Linked DNA regions of Anas platyrhynchos: region 1 is linked to region 2. Evidence: chromatin contacts called from public Hi-C data. All regions are on one chromosome and are shown on one strand. The core of a region is the stretch at or near the end of the contact, and the rest is flanking DNA. Distances in the headings are between cores, read along the strand shown.

Region 1 (4,332 bases), core at 203-2,702, 61 kb before region 2:
TTACTGAAAGAAGGTAAGGAAAGAAGAAATTTCTACCTGTATAATAACAGAATGAGGCCAGACATTTTCAGTTCTTTGTGCCATGTCAGCAACAACATAACAGGCTCTGCCTCATCTCTGTCTTGGTACATCTGGCTCCTTGTGTGCTGTAGGCAGGAAACGATGAAGGAGTTAACAGCCATTGCACTAGACAGACTGTGGACTGTTATAAATTCAGTGAACAGCCTGGGGGCTTGAGGCTGAAAGATAATAAGGAAAAAGAAAAAAAAAAAAAAAAAAAGAAAGGAAAAATAAGGCGAAAGGCTTAGGAATACCTTATAGGTTCACACATAAAAAATATCCCCCAATCCTGCATCTAATTGTGTAAGTGATAATTGTGTAAGTAATAATCCTTTATTAAGGAAATGATCCCTCCCTACTCTACTTAAGGAGGGACTGCGTTAACGAAGAAATTAGCAAATAACTGCATCTATTTAATTTCTACTTACTTCATTGCATCCAGTTTGGACAGTGAAATAATAAGCCATTTCTACTTTCTCTTTGTTCCTTTTTCCACTTTTGGTTTCCTAAGTGACATCAAGACTCAGGCTTGTCCCTCTTTTTGACTAAAGGTGAGCAATGAGGCAGAATTTAATCCGGAGTGCATGGTTTTGCACATTTACACAAAAATGCACACAGTTTTGCATGTTTTTAATAATTTTTACTTTTGATAAGTCTAGCTAACTACATTTTGAATAAGTCTCCCTAAAGATCACAGAATCATAAAGGTTGGAGAAGACTCCAAGATCACCCAGTCCAACCAATATCCACTACCAATATCAACCACTAAACCCCTAAGCGCCAGGTGCCAGGTCCAACCTTTCCTTGAACATCCCCAGGGATGGATCGATTAGTTCTGTTTGGTTTTAGTAGAGTTGATCGGACAGTTTTATGCTACCGTCGACAAAGAGCTTCCTCACCAAAAAAGCAAGTTTACTTAGGGAGGATGCAAACACCTGTCCTGCTCGGAAGGGATTTGCCAGGTGTTGGCCAGGGACACAGTGCTCTATTTCTTTTCCCACTTGCTCTAGACAGCTGTGCTGTGTAAGGCGTTAGTGCAAACAACATCTATACCGCAGTGACAGGTCTCGGACAAGAGAGGCTGTGAATGTCCCCCCGCATCCCTGCATCTCCCGAGTTACAGCGCCGTGGCTACACGCGGACATGACGGCGCTGCCAGCCGGCGCCCGCTCCCCTCTCACACGGGCCGCTCCCGGCGGGCTCTGTCACCCAGCGCCCCCAGCACCGCCGGCTCAGCCTCGGGGGCCACCTCTTCCCTCCCAGCCGCCGCCCCGAGCCGGGGGCTGCTCCGCGGCAGCCGGCTCCCGGCCGTGTGGCGGGCAGGCCCCGCGGGCAGCAGATGGCCGCCAGGGCGCGCTGCGGGGCCGGCCCCCGGCGGAGCGCGGCTGCCGGGCGGTGCGGCGGCTCCCGGGGGAGGAGGCCGGGCTGCGGGGGGCTCGGCGGCGGCTCCTCAGCCCCGCGCAGGGGCCGGGAGCTGCCTCGGCCCCGGTGCGAGCGGAAGGAAGCCCCGGCGCGGGGCCGAGCGAGGGAAGGGTCCGGGGTGGAAATTTACCGGGGCGGCCCGCGGTAAAGAGAGCGGGCGGGAGGCGGAGGGAGGGGAGCATCGCCTCGCCTCGCCTCGCCTGGCGGGCAGAGCGGGGGACCAAATGCCCGTGAGGAGGGGCGGCAGCAGCCACCGCCGGGAGAGGAGGCAGCCGCGGCGCAGCCCCCGGGAGGAGCCCGGCCGGGATGCCATGGCCGCGGGCAGCGGGCGCCGGCCGGCCCGCCGGGCGTAGGGCGGCGGGGCTGGGCGGCCCCCGCACGGCGAGGGCCTGATGCAGGAGCGCAGCCCGGCGCCGCGGCGGCGCTGCGGGAGGAGGAGGAGGAGGATGGCGGGGCTGGCGTGGAAGTGGCCGCGCACCCGCCTGCCCGTGGGGGCCAGCGCCCTGGGCGTCTTCGTCCTCTGCTGGCTCTACGTCTTCCCCGTCTACCGGCTGCCCGACGAGAAGGAGATCGTGCAGGGGGTGCTGCTGCAGCAGGGCAAGGCGTGGAGGAGGAACCACACTGCAGTCGCCGGCTTCAGGTACCGCCGGCTCAAGGGCGGCCGGGGACGGGCAGCCCCTCGCCGCCCCAAACTTGGCGCCGTCCCTCCGCTCCTGCCGCCCCCTGCCCGGCCCCGACCCCTCCTGCCCCGCCAAACTTTCGTGGGGGGCTCGCCCCGGGCCGAGCGGCCGAAGGGCCGGGCTGCAGCCGGGTGCCCCTGCGGCAGGGAGGGCTTCCCGGGCGCCCCCGGCCTGAAAGGGGGCGCGGAGGAGATTTGCCTTCCCCCAAAACCCGCTCGAGCGGCTGGGTGAAATGCAGACAGCCCGGGGGTTTCCCTTCCCCTCCCCGCCAGGTGGGAAGCTGGGTTTTCTCCCTGTCCTTTGAGCTGCAGGCGAAAGGTCGGGGTTAGTGGTAGCCAGACTACCTGCAAAAAGGCTCCCTTGCTTTTGTAAATGCCGGAGTGAATCAGATCCCAGTTCCTAGGGGCTTCTGTTCTGGTGCACGGCGCTACTTGGTGTTCTTCGTTGTTTTGCGAATGCAGCTCAACTTGTTTGCTGTGAACTGGAGCCGGCGTGTGATTGCTTAGTATCTTGTCCGCTGGGATAGCAGAAACTTTGCAGCTCTTCAAAAGCACACCCTTCAGCACCTGGAGCTTGCAGAAAATAAAAGCAATGAGAGATGTTAAATTGGTTTGTGTTAATAGAAGCTAGGCCTGAAAGAAGTCCTCCCTTAGATACAGAGCTAGCAAAAAGGTTCTGATGTAGAATCCTTGTTCTAGAGCACAGGGTAGAAAACTGGAAGACACTGGGTTGGTCTCAGTTATTAATTTATCTTAATTCTTTTGTGCCGCAGATTTACATTTTTAGGTAGATTAATCATTTAAAAAAAAAATTACTCTGATAGGTGATACAAGGGAGAGCTCGATGCATTGTTTTTCATGTTTGTAAGCCAAATGTTGCTTTGAAGGTTGACAAAGCTGCTGCAACTTCAGTTTAAAAAATATTTTTTAGTCTATTTCAGCCACATGGTTTACAAACAAAAACTGTGTGGCTTCTCAACTATTCCACCTGCCCAGATGTTTTTTCCACTGTCTAGGTATAGTGGTTATCTCAAGGATGCTTATGGAAGAGAATATCTTTCAATAAAGTGAGCTGTGGTTTCTCATCTGTGTCTTGCTCAGTTGGCACAGTGCTAAATACAATGAACTTTAAATCAATCTGCTTTAGGAATTAACACTTTTTTAAGTGAAATTTTCACTGGAGATATGTAGTGAATATACCAAAATAGTCAAACAATAGTGATGTAGAACTCTGTATTCTTGCTGCATAGATTTGCTGCTCTTAACATGGGTAGAAAGCTAGGAAATTGAAGCCCTCATCAGGTAAACTTCTCTATATTGTAATACAATTAACAGAAACAATGACATTCTTTGCTATCATTCTTTTCTTTTTATGGAAGAGCATTGTAAAAGCTCCAGGTTTCAGTTTGTACTGGAACCTCTATGAATGCAGGTCTCTGTTTTAACTAGTCAGCAGGTATAGAGCTTTGTAGACAACCTGTGTGTGGGCTTTGAAGTAATACTGCCTTCCATAGTAGCCTAATATTGGGTGGGTTTTCACAAGGTAGTATCCTTATTTAAGAAGGACATGGATTACTATTCTCCCTACCACTCCTGCACGCAGGAGGTTGTGAAACAATTTTGGCTGTGCACAGTTCTGAAGAACAAATCTGTACTTCTGCTAAAAATCCGTATGAGGAAGTAGAAGATTTCCCATTACTGATTTGTATTATACAACGCTTGCATGTATTTCTTTGTATAATAGTATATTCTATAACATGGTACTGGATAGGTGTTCAAATAGCCAGGTTCTTGCTACGTAGTGAAAACATCTGACACCTCTGCATCTCTCTTCCTATAAACTCACTTGGCTCCTATTGTTGAAGTAGATGATTGTCCCCACATAGTTAACTTTATCAAAATGTATTTTTCAAAACTAGGGAGTGCTGTTCCCTTTGCATTCTGTTCCTGATTCAAAGAGCTCTTCAGTGTGTAGCTTAGCAAGGTCAGAGAAAGCACCTCTGCTAATGTGGGCTGAACCCTGGCAGATGAGTGCCAGCAACTACTTAATCTCCACAGAGGCTCCTTCTTCCTTCAGAAACCCTATAAAAAGGTCTGGCCGATGTATGTTCTTGTTTATGCAGGTATGTGCACTGTCTAGGTGCTTGTGGGATGATTTACATGAGGGTTTT
Region 2 (4,723 bases), core at 997-3,496:
ATAAGTATGCTTATACCTATCCCTCTATTTTGTGACAGTATTACCTTATGGAAAAGGCTTTTGGTTTGCTTCTTGCTTAACATTTCACATATTAGTGGAGCACAGAGAGCTTTATATGAGTTTAGTAATTCTCAGTGGAGCATACATCATGATTCTGACAGATTCTTTGCATGCAAAATATAGGTTTCAGCAGTTTCACTAATGTGCTTCTGCAGTAGAACTTTGCATGAACACAAAACAATTTAGATTTCCTGAATGCTTTATAATTCCTACCAGTCACTGTGGTTTCTTAAAATGCATGCATCTTCCAGCCCCCAACATTCAGTCAAGATTTATGATAAAGATTTTCTGCCCTTATGGCACTCATACACAGATGCTTTCATTCTAACCCATTTTTCTTCTGCTACTCCATGTAAAAAAGACTTCTAAATTACTATTAAAATATTAGATGTCTTTCCAACTTTGTGCAGTTATTTCAATCAGTAACTATAAACAGAAAGGCCAGGTGGAAAATAGGGGTATGATAGAAAATGTCTGAAGTTATGAATTAGTACCACGCGTGAGACTTCTTATGTAACAGCACAACCAATTTTAAAGAAAATCTTCCCGGAAAAAAGTTCATCTTTTATTTTTCAAAAATGATTAGATGGTGTTTAAGGTCCTTTCCAATCCAAACCATTCTGTGATTCTATCGTCACAGGACTGTGGTAGGTCAGCTGAAAGGGACGAATGAAATGCTGGGGAACATAGCCACTGTCCCCATTCCCTTACAGAAGACACACTATCCCTGCATGATGCTGATGTTTTTTGGAGAGTTGCTGTCAAGCTGTCGTGTCTTCCTACTTGACAGCTCCACTGGAGGAAGAAAAGGCCTATCGGACTGGGAATGATTTGTAAGCAATAAAGAAAGGAAGAAGGAGCATTTGGCACCCTACCATGTCTTACAGTGTAAAAACCAATGCCACATTACCTGTAGCTGACACAAAGAGAGCTGTCTTTTCAACTGTCATACTCTTCCTTATGCAAAAGTGCAAGAAAGCAACATTAAGGGCTAAATTTGGCTTCTTGTTAATTTTCGGTATTATGTTGGCTCCTTAGGAACATTGGTAGAACCAGGCAATTTTCCTCAAGGTGCTTTATTCTCAAAAGGGACAGAGAGCAGCCCCATGCTCATGGCAGCGTGGCTGGGAAGAGCCAAGCGTGATGAGTTGCACCCCTTGATCACCAGTACTGCAGTGGTGAAGAAATGTCCAAATCTCTCAGCAGAAAAGCCTCCCAGCACCACGCCTGGGCCATCTCATGCTCCCCACATGCACAGCTCCCCGAGCCCCCAAAACCCACCACAGCCACCCCCCGGGGCACATGTCCCTGGGGCATACCTCACCTCTGCTGCAGCGAGCACACCTCGTGGGGCCCCAACTGCCTGACGTGGGCAGGGCTGGGGAAACACTGGGTGGTGGCTGCGGGGATGGGCCCTGAGAGACGCTCGCAGCAGTCCCAAAAGCACAAGCCAGCACCCAAACCAACTGGTCGCTTGACCTCAAAGCCTTGCGCACCCACGCAGTGGGAGTCTAGGCACATGACAGGCTGGGCTAGGTCAGGCACCCAGATATAAGTCAACACAGTCCGTCGCTCGGTCACGTCACAGCCTGTTGCTCAGTGGTGTCACTGTGATGACACTTCTCTTGTCTGTTTATGTCACGGTATGATTGTTTAGCAGACTCAATTCCCCAACTGAAGTCTACTTTGAGGGCCATTCCGTGTGTTAAATCTGCATGCTTTTTTTTATTTATTATTGTTTGGATGTTCATTGTTGATTTAAAGCTGTCACATTACACGTCTGAAGGTGTCCTCCTGTGCACCTGGGGCTACCGCAATGCTACTTCCACCCTCTCCTTTTGTCTTCTGCTGGGTACCGGCATTTCCTGGAAGGCCACGAGGCCTGGGCCATGTCTACCCAGAGCCCTGTCGGGTGCCCTTGTATCTCCCCTTGTCCTGTCCAAAATACCAGGAGAACTTCTTTGAAAGCAGTTTCCAAAGTTTCAAGAACTCCAGACATTTCTTGCTGTCCTGGTTTCAGCTAGAATAGAATTAGTTTTCCTCCTAGTAGCTGGAAGGGTGCTTTGTTTTGGATTAGGATGAGAATAATGTTGATAACACACTGATATTTGAATTGTTGCAGAGCAGTGCTTACGCTAAGCCAAGGACTTCTCAGCTTCTCACTCTGTCCGGCCAGCGGGCAGGCTGGGCTTGTAGCAGGAGTTGGGAGGGGATAGACCCAGGACAGCTGACCCAAACTGGCCAAAGGGGTGTTCCATACCATCTGACGTCATGCTGAGCAATATATAGGGGTAGCCTAACAGGAGTGGGGGTGCCGGCTGCTCAGGGATAGGCTGGGTATCGGTCAGCAGATGGTGAGCAATTGCATTGTGCATCACTTGTTTTGTACACATTATTATTATTATTATTATTATTATTATTATTATTATTATTATTATTATTATTAATAATAATATTAATAAACAAATAATTTATTTGTTATTTCTGTCTTAATAAAGATTCTCTGTCTCAACCCACAGGCTTCATTTTCCTGTTTCTCTCCCCCATCCCAGAGATGGAGGGGGGAGGGTGAGCGAACGGCTGTGTGGTACTTAGCTGCCATCTGGGTTAAACCACAACAGTCCTGGTGCCCAACGTCGGGCTCGAAGGGTTAAGATTATGACAGATCTGACCAGAGTGTGTTAAACATGAATTGATATAAGTATTAGACCTGCTTAATAGTTGCTAGTCACAATGTTGATTGCTTTGATCTTAGGGCTGCTGTGCCTGTTTTCCAAATTGAGTTATTTGGCATATTACTTACTGTATATGTTCCATGTTGTGCTGTTTATCCTTTTGGGGGCTGGTTTAGGATCATTGTTTTACTGTACTGTGTTACATTGGCTTATGATATGATAAAATTGCTGGTCATGAGACTAACCTAGTATTAGTACTCAGCAATGTCATCGACTCTGTACTTTGGAAACCATAACTCAGAAACTATCAAGAATTACATGTATTACCTTTTTTTTTTTTTTTTTTTTTTTTTTTTTTTTTCAGGGAGCCAATCTATGGAGGGAACAAGGGGAGATATTTTTTCTTGCTTTTTCACTTTCCCTTTCTCCTTCACCCCCCTCTTATCCTCTGGGGTAGTTATGATAGTTCTTCAAGATTTTGAATATCCTTGGGATGTTCAGACCAGCATGTTGTTATTGTTACGTCTCCTGAATGTGCTTTAGATTTTGTTTAAGGTTAAAAAACTACTTAGGAATGCTATCCAGGGATCTGCCCTGAGGCAGATGAGCAGCAGGGAGCATGGGAGGATATGGGCAGGTAGCTAGAGCAGTGGGCACCTCCAGTGCTTTGGAAATTCACCCCTGAACAACTGCAAAATCCTAAAAAAACTGGTAGAATGCTTGAAAAAGAGGTGTCATCACTCTGGCAAAGAGACACAGATCACTGCAACGTGCTGGGGTCTGGCCTATGCCTATCGAGCTGCGATCAATGCCACTATAAACCTAGTGACAGACCCTGCGGCCACTCCAAGTCTTGTGACAGGCCCAACGGCCACTCCAACCCCTGCAGCCACTCCAGCCCCTATGATGGACTCTGCGACCAGTACAGCCCCTGTGGCCACTGCAGCCCCTGGAGCCACTCCAATCTCTGCAGCCAGTTCAGCCCCTGCAGCCGCTCCAGCCTCTGTGGCCACTTCACCCCCTGTGGCCACTGCGGCTCTGGCTCCTGCGGCCACTCCAGCCCCTGTGGCCACTCCAACCCCTGTGATGGGCCCAGCAGTCATCCCAGCTCCTGTGATGGGCCCAGCGGTTGTTCCAACCCCTGTGGCAGGCCCTGCATTTAATCCAACCCCTGTGGCGGGCCCTGTGGCTGGGTCAGAGAAATGAACTGTAGCAGTGCAAGTTGCCCCTGTAGCCAAGGTGAAAAAATAGTTTAGAGAGTCAGATCGTTTAGAATGCAGAGAAACTCCTGCTAAGACTAAGTATGGAGAAGACAAGACCGGGCAATCAGAGGAACAGGATGAAGATGATGTCGCAAAAACAACAGTAACTACCCAAACCGTATACCAGCATGAGCTACGAGAGGTGCAAAAAGATTTTGGTCAATGTATAGGTGAGCAGCTTGTCACCTTGCTGCTTCGGTGCTGGGACACTGGAGCCAATTGCCTGGAATTAGAAGGCAGGGAAGCCAGGCAGCTGGGACCCCTTGCTAGAGATGCAGGCATCGACAAAGCAATTGGAGATGGAGCACCAGGTTACAGCCTCTGGAGGCGTCTCCTGTGAGCTGTGAAGGAAAGGTATCCCTTCAAGGAAGAACTTGTATGTCTACCAGGCAAGTGGACCACTGTGGAGAAGGGAATCCAGTACCTGAGGGAATTAGCCCTACGGGAGGTGATTTATAGGGAGCTAGACAACGAACAAATATCCACGGATCCAGATGAAGTCAAGTGTACACGACCCATGTGGCGGGAGTTTGCACCATCATCATATGCCAGCTCATTGACAGTAATGACCTGGAAAGAAGATTAGGAACCCACAGTGGACAAATTGGCTAAACAACTCCGGTAGTATGGAGAAAGTCTCTCTTCTTCCCTACAGGCTTGTGTCTCAGCTGTGGAGAAACTTTCTGAAGACTTCCACCAACTTAAAGACAATTTATTTTCCTTCTC

What was found. A called contact is a pair of places that touch in the nucleus more often than the background predicts.
Region 1: a Hi-C map of small yellow follicle shows a contact between it and region 2, with 2.4 times the contacts expected there. The contact joins the promoter of ST8SIA1 here to the enhancer-like site in region 2. A contact is called at or near these places in 2 of 8 Hi-C or Micro-C datasets (skeletal muscle and small yellow follicle).

The regions. Positions count from the first base shown.
Region 1 is chr1:76,381,791-76,386,122 of IASCAAS_PekinDuck_T2T, reverse strand. It overlaps ST8SIA1 (ST8 alpha-N-acetyl-neuraminide alpha-2,8-sialyltransferase 1), which reads left to right and starts at 1,452. Exons shown (of 5, transcript XM_027449991.3): 1 at 1,452-2,122. The coding sequence starts at 1,875.
Region 2 is chr1:76,320,969-76,325,691 of IASCAAS_PekinDuck_T2T, reverse strand. All of the region lies in intron 2 of ST8SIA1 (ST8 alpha-N-acetyl-neuraminide alpha-2,8-sialyltransferase 1), which reads left to right. Among named protein-coding and RNA genes, the nearest start is that of ST8SIA1, 61 kb to the left of the region's middle. Within about 2 kb of position 2,246, at least 4 of the 8 cell types and tissues checked have an H3K27ac peak or open chromatin away from gene starts, as enhancers often do. A contact at or near this core is called in small yellow follicle, where this site is marked.